Linked DNA regions of Triticum aestivum: region 1 is linked to region 2. The links are chromatin contacts, called in public Hi-C maps. All regions are on one chromosome and are shown on one strand. Each heading gives the region's core, a stretch centred on a gene start, on an enhancer-like site or on the middle of the called end of the contact. The rest is flanking DNA. Distances are from core to core; before and after follow the strand shown. Region 1 holds the start of LOC123092351. Region 2 holds the start of LOC123092350 (probable enoyl-CoA hydratase 1, peroxisomal).

Evidence for each region. A called contact is a pair of places that touch in the nucleus more often than the background predicts.
Region 1: a Hi-C map of leaf shows a contact between it and region 2, with 3 times the contacts expected there. The contact joins the promoter of LOC123092351 here to the promoter of LOC123092350 in region 2. A contact is called at or near these places in 2 of 5 Hi-C or Micro-C datasets (both in leaf).

Annotation. Positions count from the first base shown.
Region 1 is chr4B:399,868,879-399,875,420 of IWGSC CS RefSeq v2.1, forward strand. LOC123092351 reads left to right here and starts at 2,588. Exons shown (of 16, transcript XM_044514118.1): 1 at 2,588-2,941; 2 at 3,503-3,697; 3 at 3,795-3,869; 4 at 3,965-4,129; 5 at 5,214-5,377. The coding sequence starts at 2,756.
Region 2 is chr4B:399,589,391-399,596,405 of IWGSC CS RefSeq v2.1, forward strand. It overlaps LOC123092350 (probable enoyl-CoA hydratase 1, peroxisomal), which reads left to right and starts at 5,322. Exons shown (of 3, transcript XM_044514117.1): 1 at 5,322-5,743; 2 at 6,155-6,437. The coding sequence starts at 5,322. It overlaps LOC123092349 (GDSL esterase/lipase At4g16230), which reads left to right and starts at 2,396. Exons shown (of 7, transcript XM_044514116.1): 1 at 2,396-3,130; 2 at 3,216-3,346; 3 at 3,690-3,935; 4 at 4,065-4,332; 5 at 4,440-5,743; 6 at 6,155-6,437. The coding sequence starts at 2,875. The coding sequence ends at 4,669. It overlaps LOC123092348 (a long non-coding RNA gene), which reads left to right. Exons shown (of 3, transcript XR_006444486.1): 3 at 1,152-1,603.

The sequences.
Region 1 (6,542 bases), core at 1,338-3,837, 280 kb after region 2:
GTCCTCTTCTGATTTTTTTTCTAGGTCAAAATGACTTATATACCAGAATAGGGGCACCGTAGGTGGGTCGAGGAGGGCACAACCCACCAGGGCGCGTCCTGGGGCCCCTGGCGCGCCCAGATGGGTTGTGCACACCTGGTGCCCCCCCTCTGGTAGTTATTTGCTCCAATAATTCTTAAATATTCCATAAAAATTCTCTGTGAAGTTTCAGCTCATTTGGAGTTGTGCAGAATAGGTGGCCTGGCGTAGCTTTTTCAGGTCCATAATTCCAGGTGTCGGTATTCTCCCTCTTTGTGTGAACCTTGCATATTATGAGAGAAAAAACATTAGAATTACTCCATAAAGCATTATTATGTATAAAAACATCATAAATAACAGTAGGAAAACATGATGCAAAATGGACGTATCAGTTTTGGACATATTTAAATGTGGGGAAGTGGCTGGTTTTGGAGCAATATCTTCAAGCACTTGAGCAACTAAGTCATGATCAAAACCTCATCCCCTTTTAATAGTAATGGCTTTCGTATGGACTCAATGTGATCTTGGAGCACTTAACCAAAATGGAAGAATCTTGAAGCTTTGTGCCAATATGTTATGATAGCATTTGGGGGGGTTCCACTTCCACATGTCCCTGGTATGCCAACATTGAACTTTCCTGAAATCTATTTTAGAATAGGCATTAGTTCAATGACATATATGTTGTTATTAATTATCAAAACCACTCAGGGATTAGTTGCACTTTCACGAGGCCAAGGCTTTCTTCTTCCTCGGCCTCTGGATTGTAGTCGCTGTCGTTGGGGTCGTCTTAATCCCCGTTGATCATGTCATCGGCGTTGATATTGTCGCTGCCACTGTTAATGGTTCCATCATTAGTTGCGTCACCATTGGTAGTATCACCGCTTTCGGTCCCCTTGCTTGTATCTCCATTGCATGCCCCCCCATTACGGCGCCCTTGTGTCAGCGTATGGAGTTTTCTCCTCCTCCTCCTTCATCCTTGGAAGTGTCTACCATGTAGACATCGAAGGTGGAGGTCGCGGTCCACCTGCCGGTATGGTTGATGGCTGGTGGTGGAGCGATATCTGACATCTCACCGACGTCTCATCTACGTCGGTGGCCTCCTCGGAGGCATTGTCTAAAACATCGGTAAGTTTTTTATGATAGCGACTAGGTGGGTGGAGGGTGGGTAAAAATTCCAGCCTTCCCTGGTTTTCCCAGACCTGATCATACAACAAGGTCCAGTCGTCCGAGATGACCAGGCTCTGAATCCGATTTAACGTTGTTCAGAAGTGCCTTGTCTGCCTCGCCCATATCCCGATCAAAAGTGGGGCTCAACTAAAGTTTACTTGAGGTTCGATCTAACATGGCCTCAGGGTCTTCGTTGGTCAAGATAGATGCCTGACCCGTTGATGTAGTACTCGGCTCCGAGCTCAAAGCCAGGCCCGAGGTGTGATCCATGTTATGGTCCTGATCCGAGATTGAATCCGAGATCTGGATGGAGGCGTCAGGGCAGTCCTTAGCTTGGTCTGACACCCAGCCCGAAAACGCGATAGCGCCGCGGGAATCTATGGCGTACTTGAGGTTCCTAAATTTGATGATATGGCCTGGAGCGTAATTTTCGATCTGACCGAGGTGACCAGTCTAATCTGCATAAAGAGTAATGCTGCCAAAGACAAAGAGTTGTCCCGAGAAGAAAGCCATACCACAACCGACGCTGTCGTCAATCTGCGAGCCATCGAGCCGTTTCGATTTCCTAGAGGGACTTGTATGGGTCACCAATGTCGGAGCTAAGTCCGACGGATCTCGGGTAGGGCCCCCCAATCTGGTAGGCTTGGCTAGATGGTAACAAGGACACAAGGGACATGATGTTTACCTAGGCTCGGACCCTCTCGAAGAGGTAAAACCATATGTCCTGCTTTGTTCTATTGATTGCGGCTGAGGTGCAAAGTATAGGTGATGTACCACGAAATCGGATGTGAATCTGTCCCTCGAAGGCCCTAACACCTTGGTTTATATAGACACCGGGGTATCTAGGGTTTACATAATGTCGATTGCATTTAAAGGGCAATCGTGCCGAGGACTATCTCTACTCTTGGAGTATACGTAAGTCTTCACGCCATTCCTTCCCGATGTTCCTGGCCCAGATGAGCGAAGCCCACCGATGATAAGCTTGGGGGGGGGGGGGTCCTCGGCCCAACCCATAGGTCACGCAACGGACATGCCGAGTATCCCCTAATCTAGGACTCCGTCAGTGATTATATATGACATGGCAATATCATATACTCCATCTGTTCCTAAATATTTGTCTTTTTGAGATTCAAATGAACCAGCACATATGGATGTATATAGACATATTTGAGTGTAGATTCACTCATTTTACTTCGTATGTAGTCACTTGTTGAAATCTCTAAAAAGACAAATATTTAGGAACGGATGGAATAGTTGGCTATACTATTAACCATGCTCTAATACCTGTATTTATACCTCTTAATGAATAAAGCCTAGTAGTTTTTCGAAAAGAAAAACAGATTTTTTGATCCATCGATCCCCCCGAGTCCACACAAGTCAAACACCACTAATCTCAAAGCGACGACGGCCTAGCCGAGAGAGGAAACGCCCGCATGCACTCGCCGTGGACCGTGTGGTGCCGCCGACCGCTCTGCCCCCTCCTCCGCCTGCCCACTACTGCCTCGTAGCCGGCCACGGCGAAGCTCCCCCAGTCCAGGCGGTTTCCCGCGCTTCTCTTTCCCCGCCTCCCATGGCGCCTCCCCTCCTCCTCCGCATCCTCTTCCTCCTCGCAGTCACCGCCGCCGCGTCGGCAGCGGCGCGGCGAGAGGCGTTCCGTCGGGACCCCGGGCACGAGCACTGGCACCACGGCGCCTTCCACGACGTCGAGGAAAGCGTCCGCGCCGACGTTCGCCGCATGCTCCACACCCGCGCAGAGGTACTCCACTGCCCCCCCCCCCCCCCCCCCCCCTCTCGCCACTCCCTCGCTAAACCTCTCCGATCCCCCTCGCGCGTGGCCTCTGCAGACGCGATCTGCGCAGAGTAATTGAGCTCGAATGGATCCGATCTCGGTTGGCGGTGCGGTGAATACTACTCCCGCGTGTATGGGATCCGCGCCTGCCACCGGATTTCGGTTCTCTCCGTCAGTGACATCGAGAGCAATTTTTATTGTGGGACGTGTCAAAATTTCCCAATTTTGAACTTTTAATATATACATGTAGACTCTGGCTGCGAAGATGTGTGAGAGTGTTCACATGGGTTCGCGTTATGAATTATGCCTGGGACTTGGGGCACCGTAGATTAAATTGAGCCTGACATTAGTTAATCGGTTGCCATGGTCATACTGGTGCTCGTATAACCAGGAGAACTGAGCAAACAGTAGTGATGTATCTGTAATCATTCCCTATTTCTCTGCTCAAATCTCTGTGTGTTCCAAAACATGTGTGGTGTTACCTTATTAAGATTGAACTTCTATAAACACATTTGGGGAATTTTGCAGGTTCCATTTCAAGTGCCCCTCGAGGTTAACGTTGTTCTGATTGGTTTCAATGGTGATGGAGGATATAGATACCCTTTGGATGGGCACAAGCTTGAGCAATTCCTAAAGATGAGCTTTCCACTCCATAGGCCCTCTTGTTTCGAGACAGGGGAGCCAATTGATATTGAGCACCATATCATGTATAATGTCATAGCGGTAAGGCTTCATTTACGATGGTCATGTAGATTATTTTTCGCCACAATGGAGGTCTTGTTTTCATCCAGTGATATTACTGAAATTATTGCTTCATTAGGCTGGACAACCAGAGCTTATTTCGCTTGAGAAGTCACTGAAGGAGGCTATGGTTTCTGCAGGAACTGCGAGAGAGGTAGAAATATGTTATTTCCCTATAAAAGTATCTTTAAACGCTGTTCTGATCTTGATTGACACAAGACATGACACTAATTATTTTGTCCCCCACAGAGTGAATATGGTAGGGAATTCCCTCTCTTTGAGGTAGAAGCAACTGTAGTAGAACCTATATTCGAGAGGCTATACTCATTTATTTTTGATATGGAGCCTGGTCGCTCTGCAACTGAAATGGATAGGCCTGTACCTGTTGCTATATTTGTTGTTAATTTTGATAAGGTACGTACACTTATATATTGTTCTATATAAAATGCTTTTCTAACTCCTTTCCCACCTGCATGCAAATTATAGCTATTATTCGTGTGTAGACTTGTAGTCTTTTGGGAATATTGAGTAAACAGCCTAATTCTTCTGGTTGTTTATTTTCCTATTACTATTTGAGGGAAACAGAAGAGAAGAACCCTACTGAAATTATTTAAAAGTTATTATACAAAAGATAATACATAAGAAGATAAAGGAAAAGAAGGTAACCAGTGGGAGTTGCATTCTGAATGTGAATTATACTCACTGTCCTTAAAAAAAACACACTCTCACTTTTAATAGATCCAAGCCAAACAATTTCCTCCATCTAAATTTGTTTGATGGTATAATAAATAATTAATGTGTTTCTTTGTAACTACATATGCAGGTAATCTGCGGTTATCAAAACTTTGAACAGTATTTTAGATAGAGATAGTCATGCTCGTGCAACATCCTTAGCCTTCTCTAAAAATTGGAGCATATGCATAGATGAGTCCCAAAAGACATTGATAAGAGCCCAACAATCCTTAGTAAACTGGCCAGAGACAAAATATGCATACAATTATTCTTTTAGAATGTAGGGGACCCTGCTGAAATATAAAGGAGACTGCACAGAAGGTATTACAAAGGAAAATAAGTTGATTCAACAAGTGGGAGTTTCATGACTTTCATCCTGAACTATATTCACTTTGCTTAGAAGAACATTACCCTCACATTTTCACAAGTTCTAACAGATTCAGGTCGAACGATTTATCCATCTCAATTTGTTTGATGGATATTATAAAATATATCGTTTATTTGTAATTATATATGCCAGCAGCCAATGGTTATCAGCACCTCGAACAACATTTAAGATAAAGATAGTCATGCTCAGGCAGCATCCTTAGCCTTCTGTAACAATAGGAAAATATGCAAAAGGACTCCCAAAAGATATTGATAAGAGCCCAGCAATCATTAGTGAACTGTCCAGAAAGAAAACATGGGATTCAATGTCCATCCTTGTATCTTATACAATTATACTTGGAGAATAGTAATCAACATTGACAAAGCTATTCCTTGGCAGGCCAGAACGGATCCTCGGAACAAAGGAGTTGATCTTGACAGTTTAATGTATAGTAAAATTAATGGACTGACAGAACAAGAGCTAAAAAAGCAAGAAGCGGATTACATCTACCGTTACCGGTACAATGGAGGTGGAGCAACTCAAGTTTGGCTGAGTTCTGGAAGGTAATAGTTATTACACTATTTTTTCGTTACGACTTGCAAGAAACCTTGACGGTCAAGAATTTACATTTTTAACTCACTAAATGTGACAACCCCTTCACCCAGTACATGATTGCAAGAGCGATATGAAGTGTCCAAACCAATATTCCTATTCTACTTGCTGCTTCATTGCATTGCACTTGTCCTGCCAGATGATTCCTTTTTTGTTTTCACGATCCTTTCTGTTTCGTTATTTATACCATTAGATTTATGTGCTGTCACTTTCTTCCTTAATGTGTACACCTTCCATTCCAAGATATAAGGCATATTTTGTCTTTTTAAGACAAGGTTTTGACCAACAATTGCTTCGTTAGTATGTGGTTTATGTGACATGAGATTATTGTCACTAGATTTATTTTCAACAATATATATTTATTTATAACTTTTATTCTGCATCACATAAACTACATATTAACTTACTAATCATTGTCAAAGGCTTGTCTTGATGGATTAAAGTGCACCCTATATTGTAGCACGTTAGTTTTTAATGGCAATGATCTTTCTGCCCAAGTAGCGGGGATTACAAAAAGTTTTATCCCCTTGTTTTCTGTTTTTGAAAACAACTAAGCTGTAAAAGGCCCTATTGGATCTTTCAGTCAAAAAATAGCACCCTACTGAACCTGACATCCGTTTTCCAAAGGAGGTAGTTTGCCCAAAGGGTCAAGGATGTGCTTTGTAGTGGAAATAATGCCAGACCATCTTTACTCAGCATCACTTTTTCTTAATGGAAACTGTAGGGGAGGCCCCGACATTTACTGAGCTTCACTTAAAAAGATAAATCATATTCACTTTTTTCTTGTTGCTTGGTTGTTAGTAAGCTAGCTATCAGGGCTGCAAATCCTGGCAGGAATCGTCCATTTCCCATCATTTTAGGTGACCCCAACTTGACCAGGTATTTGTAAACTAACTGAAATTTGGATTAACTATATGCTACTTTGGAGGTAAGCATACAGGAGTGATTATGGGATATGAAGGAACACCACTTACGGAATATATACAAAGAGAAAAAAACTGATACAACGACTAGGCCAGGAAATAATTGGTCTCTGATGTACTAGCAGGGTCAAGGGTTAAACAAAAACAGAAGTTTGTACTCTGGTTACCATGACTCGTTGAATTACATATCATA
Region 2 (7,015 bases), core at 4,072-6,571:
TGTATTGAGATCTTCAAATCTTTCAAAGGGGGTGTACCGAAGCATAACCCCTTACATATAAAGGGAAAATAATTTTACTTTGTGCCTGTGTGATTAGCATTCCTGCATATCTTATGTCTGTGATCAAATTCCCAAAATGGGTGATCGATGCTATCAATTCTCAAATGGCCCACTTCTTGTGGGGGAATTTGGGTGATCAACACAAATACCATTTGGCCAACTGGGGGTTGATTACTAGGAAGAAAGAATTTGGGGGGTTAGGGATCCCCAACATAAAAGAATTTAATATGGCCTTGCTAGCTTCATGGGGAAAAAGATATTTGGATAACTCTAAAACAGGTTGGAAGAAAATAATTTTACATAAATACAGAGTGAATTCTCCTAATCTCCTCTGGGCAAAAGGTAAGGTGGGCTCTACCTTCTGGAAGAGTGTCATCTGGGCCTTGTCTGCGGCCAAAACCTTTTACAGGTGGAAATTAGGAAATGGTGAACTCATCAGTTTCTGGCATGACACGTGGGCAGGGGATTGTTCCCTTAAGGTGCAATTCTGGAACTTATTTAAGATATGTAACCAGACTGAATGCACCGTTGCCCAAGTGTGGGACGGTAGTGATATGAAAATGACGTTTAGAAGATGTGTTGATCAGGCGGGTATGGATCTCTGGGAGGAGTTAATTACATTGATTAAACAATACCCTCTGCTAGATGGAGTAGATACACCAATCTGGTCTCTAGAACCTAATGGTTTCTACTCGGTCAAATCGTTTATACACGGATTAACTTTGGTGGGATAGCTTCTGCTATCGGTGACAAAATGTGGAAGATTCTGCGCCCACAGAAGATCCATGTCTTTCTTTGCCTGTGTGTTTATAACAAGATTCTTACTAGGGACAACTTAGCAAAAAGGAGGCAGGTGGATGACCCCTCTTGTTTATTTTGTGCTGAAAATGAATTTGTCCAACATCTTTTATTTGATTGTGTTGTGGCTCATCAAGTGTGGGAGTTTATCTCTGAATTCTTTGAGATTGAGAGGACTTCTAGTTTTGAAGTTATCTTTGCTTTCTGGACATAAGAAAAATGCAGTGTTGAATTTGGTGATATCTCCATCCTTGTGGAGCTTGTGGAGACTGAGAAATGAGTTCTGTTTTCAGGGGCGCAAATGGCGATATGTGGAATGCATTCTTGCCAAGCTAAGTTGTTATCTACATCAATGAAAAGTTCTTTGCGACGGTGCACAAGCGACACTGCTGCAGCGCTGCATCCTCCTGTTGGACAAGCGACGTGGAGAGCTACTTCGAATTGCATGGAGATGAACAAAAGGGACCAGTGAGAAAAGATGAAGACAAGTGTTTCAGTTCAGCGAAAAAAGATCATATATGCTGGCTCGTTTTTCTTGTTCTCATTTTGGCTCTGTAAACAAAGCTGGATATGTATTAGGATCTACCTGGTGGTGAGAGAACTTCTGCTTTCCTTCATGTTGGCTGTAGGAGGTAGTTAGGCCTTTCTCTGATGTGTGGTCGTCTGAACTGGATGTACTGGCCGTTTTCTGCTTCATTATATAAAATGGGGCAGGGGGGAAACCCCTTTCTTTTTTAAAAAAAAGGGGAAAATACATAACCCAAAAAGGGAAAACACCACTTGCCCTCTGAATTGGATTGCCTGCACCAAACGATGCATGTTCACCTGCGATTGACCCTCTGACAGGCCAACCTCGATGCTTCTTGCTTGGTTTGGCATACGACGTCTGCAATCGTGCATCGACTTCTCAACCCTTTGAGAGGAAAAAAACAAAAAAAATCCTCGACAACAGACGAAACTTTCCTGCCAACCAGCTTTAGAGCAAGTACAATAGAGCTTAGTCAGCGGGCTATAAGGAATAAACTAGTATATTTCTGCTTAGTTGCAAGAAAGAAAAAAGGGGAGAGAAGATAAGCGGGCTCTTCGTGAAGAACCAGCTCTAGCACGTGCTCCTAGGCACTTTATGAGAATGAAAGGTGGGCCGTATAATAAAAAAGTAGTACACTTTTTTTATCTACTATTGTATATCTTAGCTATAAGATGGGCTGTATATGACATGGCACTGGCTTATAGCCAGCAGCCGGCTATACTATTAACCATGCTCTTACAATCGATTTATCGCGGCGCATCTCGTGTGAAATCACGAGACGGGACCAATCAAGCCTCATGCCGTGACGATGCAGTGAATACCGTGGCAGCGATCTCTCAAGATTTGAGTTCCGAGGGTAGAGGTAAATGCAGCTGCAGCCTGTGTCCTGAGAAAAATGAATGCACATAGGACTAGAATTGATTGACGACACGCCACTGCAACTGCAAAGATCTAATCTCATGATATTCGCTGAACCCTGCCCAAAATACGGTGCGGCACGGACTCGTCTCCCTCTCCGGCGGCAAAAGTTTCACGGGTAGCCGCGGAGGCTTGATAAACGAGCAGCCATTCATTGCCAAGATGCAAAGGTTCATGCAAAAACAATGCCATGTGAGTTTTTTATATGTGCGAAAGCCTTCAGAGGCCACACAAATCTTCTCTCCTTGTTTATTCGTGTTTCTTGCCCTTTCTTCTCGGTTTCAAACCTCGTCCGTGGGATTGGATTTGTCATTTGCGGCCTAATTGGCACTCCAAGTCACTAATCGTGCCATTTCGCTTGATCACGGTTTTGTCGGTTCGTCTCCACTCTCTCATTCATTCATGTACTCCATCGGATTATGCCTCTCAGCGGAGTAGTATATAAAAAGGCAAGCAACGGTTATCTCCCCTCGCCATCCTCAATTGCAACATTGCCTTCAGTACTGCTGCCGTAGGATTTTTTGACATTTTCCCGCTCCTAGTCCTAGCGTGACATTGCTCGCTCACGGATGAGCCCCTCACACGAGCTGCAATCAGGCATGGCATCCCGTTTTACTCTACTGGCGTGCATCGGCGCGCTGTTTGCCGGCACCGCTGCTGTTCCGCCGGCAACATTCGTCTTCGGCGACTCGCTCGTCGACGCCGGCAACAATAACTACATCGCCACGCTGTCCCGGGCGAATTATGCCCCCAACGGCATCGATTTCGACGGCCACCAGCCCACCGGCCGGTACACCAACGGCCGGACCATCGTCGACATACTAGGTGATAAACATTTCGCATCTGAATTTTACTGTCACGCTGCCTCTCTTCTCTATTTATTAAAGAAAAAACTTTGGCACGATTTCAGGGCAAGAGATGGGGCTGGGAGGGTTTGTGCCGCCCTACATGGACCCAAACACCACCGGCGACGTCCTGTTCAGAGGCGTCAACTACGCGTCCGGCGGCGGCGGCATACTCAACCAGACCGGGAGCATCTTCGTCAGTATACTTACTACTAAACTGCTCGCTTTTTGTGTCGAGATCCTTCTTGTTTCCGCTTTTCATCAACATGCCCCGCGTAAGCTGCGATCATTGCTTCCGCATGAGGCCTTCTCCGATAGCTTGCCTTGTGCGTGATCTAGTAATAGAGACTTGTAGTTAATCCATGTCGCAGCACATTTCATAGTTGATGTAAATTTTCAGTTCCGGCAGTAATCTCTCTTTTGTGAAACGACGATTCCGGAAGGATAATCGCGTCTTAGATGATTTTTTCCCCTTGAGCGCTCAAGTACAACAAAACGCAAGGTCTTTTATCGAGTGGTAAATCGTGAAATTTGGGCAGGGTGGGCGTATAAACCTGGATGCGCAGATTGACAACTACGCCAAGAACCGGCGCGACTTGATGACACAGCGCGGGGAGGTGGCAGCGGTGAGCCGGCTGAGGGGCGCGCTCTTCTCGGTGACCATGGGCTCCAACGACTTCATCAACAACTACCTCGTCCCCGTCCTGTCCGTGCCGGAGCGCGCCGTGACGCCGCCGGAGGCCTTCATCAACGGCATGATCGCCAAGTACCGGCAGCAGCTCATCGTACGTGCATGCCATCCCATTCCCAGCCTTATTAGCTCGTTCGTCGCATGCATGCATGATCACGTCAACAGCTTCAGTTGGTCGTGATCAATTAATTAGAGTTTGCTTACATAGTCGCATTGGGCGCAGAGGCTGTACCTTCTGGACGCCCGGAAGATCGTGGTGGTGAACGTGGGGCCGATCGGCTGCATCCCGTACCTGAGGGACATCATGGCGACCGGGGCCGGGGCCGGGGCCGGGGCGTGCGCCGAGTTCCCGAACCAGCTGGCCCAGTCCTTCAACCGCAAGCTGCGCGCCGTGGTGACCGAGCTGGGCGCCGGCCTCGGCGGCTCGCGCTTCGTCTACGCCGACGTCTACCGCATCGTCTCCGACATCATCGCCAACTATAAGTCGCACGGTACCATAATATAGCCCATATGACATCAAGTCATCAAGAATGATCAGATGGAGAAACAAGGGTGTTTATATATGTGACTCGGCGTTGGGTTGATTGTCTGTGTGTAGGGTTCGAGGTGGCGGACTCGGCGTGCTGCTACGTGGGCGGGCGGTTCGGCGGGCTGGCGCCCTGCGGACCCACGTCGAGCTACTGCGCGGACAGGTCCAAGTACGTGTTCTGGGACGCGTACCACCCCAGCGACGCCGCCAACGTGCTCATAGCCAGCCGCATCCTCGACGGCGACCCGGCGGACATCTCACCTGTCAACGTGCGCCAGCTGCTCTTCGACGATGCTTAGCTTGGAACCAATCGTATAGTGCTTACTGTATCTCAGAGCTAGGTAGAAGATAGCAGCCTGACCGCGCGCTGTCTTGGAAGGTCTCGGTCCTATTTGTTCAGTTTGCCTACCCCATTCTAGCCACGCTTCATCTGCGAGGTGTGTCTGTCTACTTCTACTAATAAAAAGAAGAAGAAAAAACGAAGCCGTAGCCGTTGATGATTGCAGTATTGTCGAGCTCAATGGATAATCGATCGCGTGCGACAAATTGTGATCCGATGAAGACGTGCGGTTTAGGCTGTGACGCCGGCGTTTCCAACCAAACCGAAATTGCAGTTCTTTTTGTTTTGTTTTGAGGGAAAGAAATCAGAGTAGAAGCGAAACCATACGCACGGCACGTAACTGACACATGCCACGCCACCAACCTTATCAGTCCTTTTTTTCCTTTTTTTTAGGAAAAAAAACCTTATCAGTCCTTTTTTCCGGAGAAAACAAAAACATCCAAGTAGCACTAGTATTTATCAGAACCGCCCTGAGTCTTCAGTTCGGTGCAGCACTTCGCAATTTAGAGCAGTTCTCAAAAGTCAAAAGGTCGCTTGCACAAGCACACGGTCCCAAGCTACGATCGCTCAACCAAATCGAGACGCTAGCCCGATTTCACCCGCCCAGCTTGATGGGGGCCACTTCGCCGGACTCCGGCGACCTCATCCTGGTCGAGCCGGCGAGGCCGGGGTCCAAGGTCGCCGTGGTGACCATCAACCGCCCCGATGCGCTGAACGCGCTGACGCGCTCGATGATGATCTCCCTGGCCTCGGCGTTCCGGCGGCTGGACGCCGACGACGGCGTGGCCGCGGTGGTGCTCGCGGGCCGCGGCCGCTCCTTCTGCGCAGGGGTGGACCTCACGGCGGCGGAGGAGGTCTTCAAGGGCGACGTCAACGACCCCGCCGCTAACCCCGTCGCCCAGATGGAGCTCTGCCGGAAGCCCATCGTCGGCGCCGTCGCCGGGTTCGCGGTCACCGCGGGCTTCGAGATCGCACTCGCCTGCGATCTCCTCGTCGCTGGCCGCTCCGCCAAGTTCCTCGACACCCACGCCAAGTGAGCTACCTCTCCTCACACGCTTCTTCATCTCATTTCTGCACGGAAGTAAATCCAACTTGGCTGGTCCTCAATCTGTTCAGTTTCTCAGTAGACGGTAATTAAAACTTCGTACTACTAGTTGAGCTGGAAAATCTCACTCGAACTCAATATATCCATGCTAGTGAAATTCTTGTGTGGGCAGAGCAAATGAAACACAAGATTTGCTGCAAATATTTTGTACTCCTGCAATTCAGTATGGGGAAATTTTATACATTCGAGTTGCTAGTGTTCAACACATATGTTTGTACTACCTGAAATTGGGCGTGTCTGCACTGTCCTACAACTTACAAACCCTGCTCATGCCATTGCCGTTTCATCTGTGCGCTTTGCTTGTTGTCTTCTAATCAGCCTTTGTCCAATCTGATGTAGGTTTGGGATATTTCCTTCTTGGGGTCTTTCACAGAAGCTCTCTCGTCTCATCGGGCCAAACAGAGCACGACAAGTGTCACTTGCTTGCATGCCTGTCACTGCTGAAATGGCTGAGAAGTGGGGGCTTGCTAACCACATTGTGGAAGATAGTCAGGTGCTGAGTAAGGCCATAGAGGTCGCCGAGGCCATTGTGAAGAATAACCGCAACTTGGTGGTGCTATACAAGTCAGTTATAAATGATGGGCTTCAGCTGGACATGAAACATGCCCGAGCTCTTGAAAAGGTGCGAATTTATGAAGTGCATGACACAATTACGTATCCATGGCTTAACTTACAGCCAATATTTGTTGTTTTGATTCTCTATGGTGCTCAAATTATGAAACTCTGAGGTGATCTTGTGAATGTTAGCAACAGTGTGTTAATGAAAAACCAGGCAGAATTAGATTGATTTGGTACACTAGAAATTTGACAGAATATCCATAAAACTGCTTTACAGTCTTAAATCCTCTTTGGTATCAACGGCCATGCATTCTAGTTAATTTGTGTTCCTGATTTTGGTAGCCCTTGTTGGGATTTGAAACAGGGAAAAAGAAAATGAAATTTATTTGTTGCTATTTATGTATTCAGCTATTGCACCCTTGTTGCCATTCTTGCAGTAGAATGATATTTTATCAATCTTCTCTGGAAACCATTGTAATACATCTTTTGAACAGATAACAGACTTTAAGGTTAACCTACTACCTCCCATAATAATGATATGATTCACAAAGGACACTAGAAGTCTTCGGTCAATAGCAGGGATGCAGGCGGGCGTCCCGCATATCCCGCATAAGTAGGAAAATAGTGCAAGCTAAGCTAAAT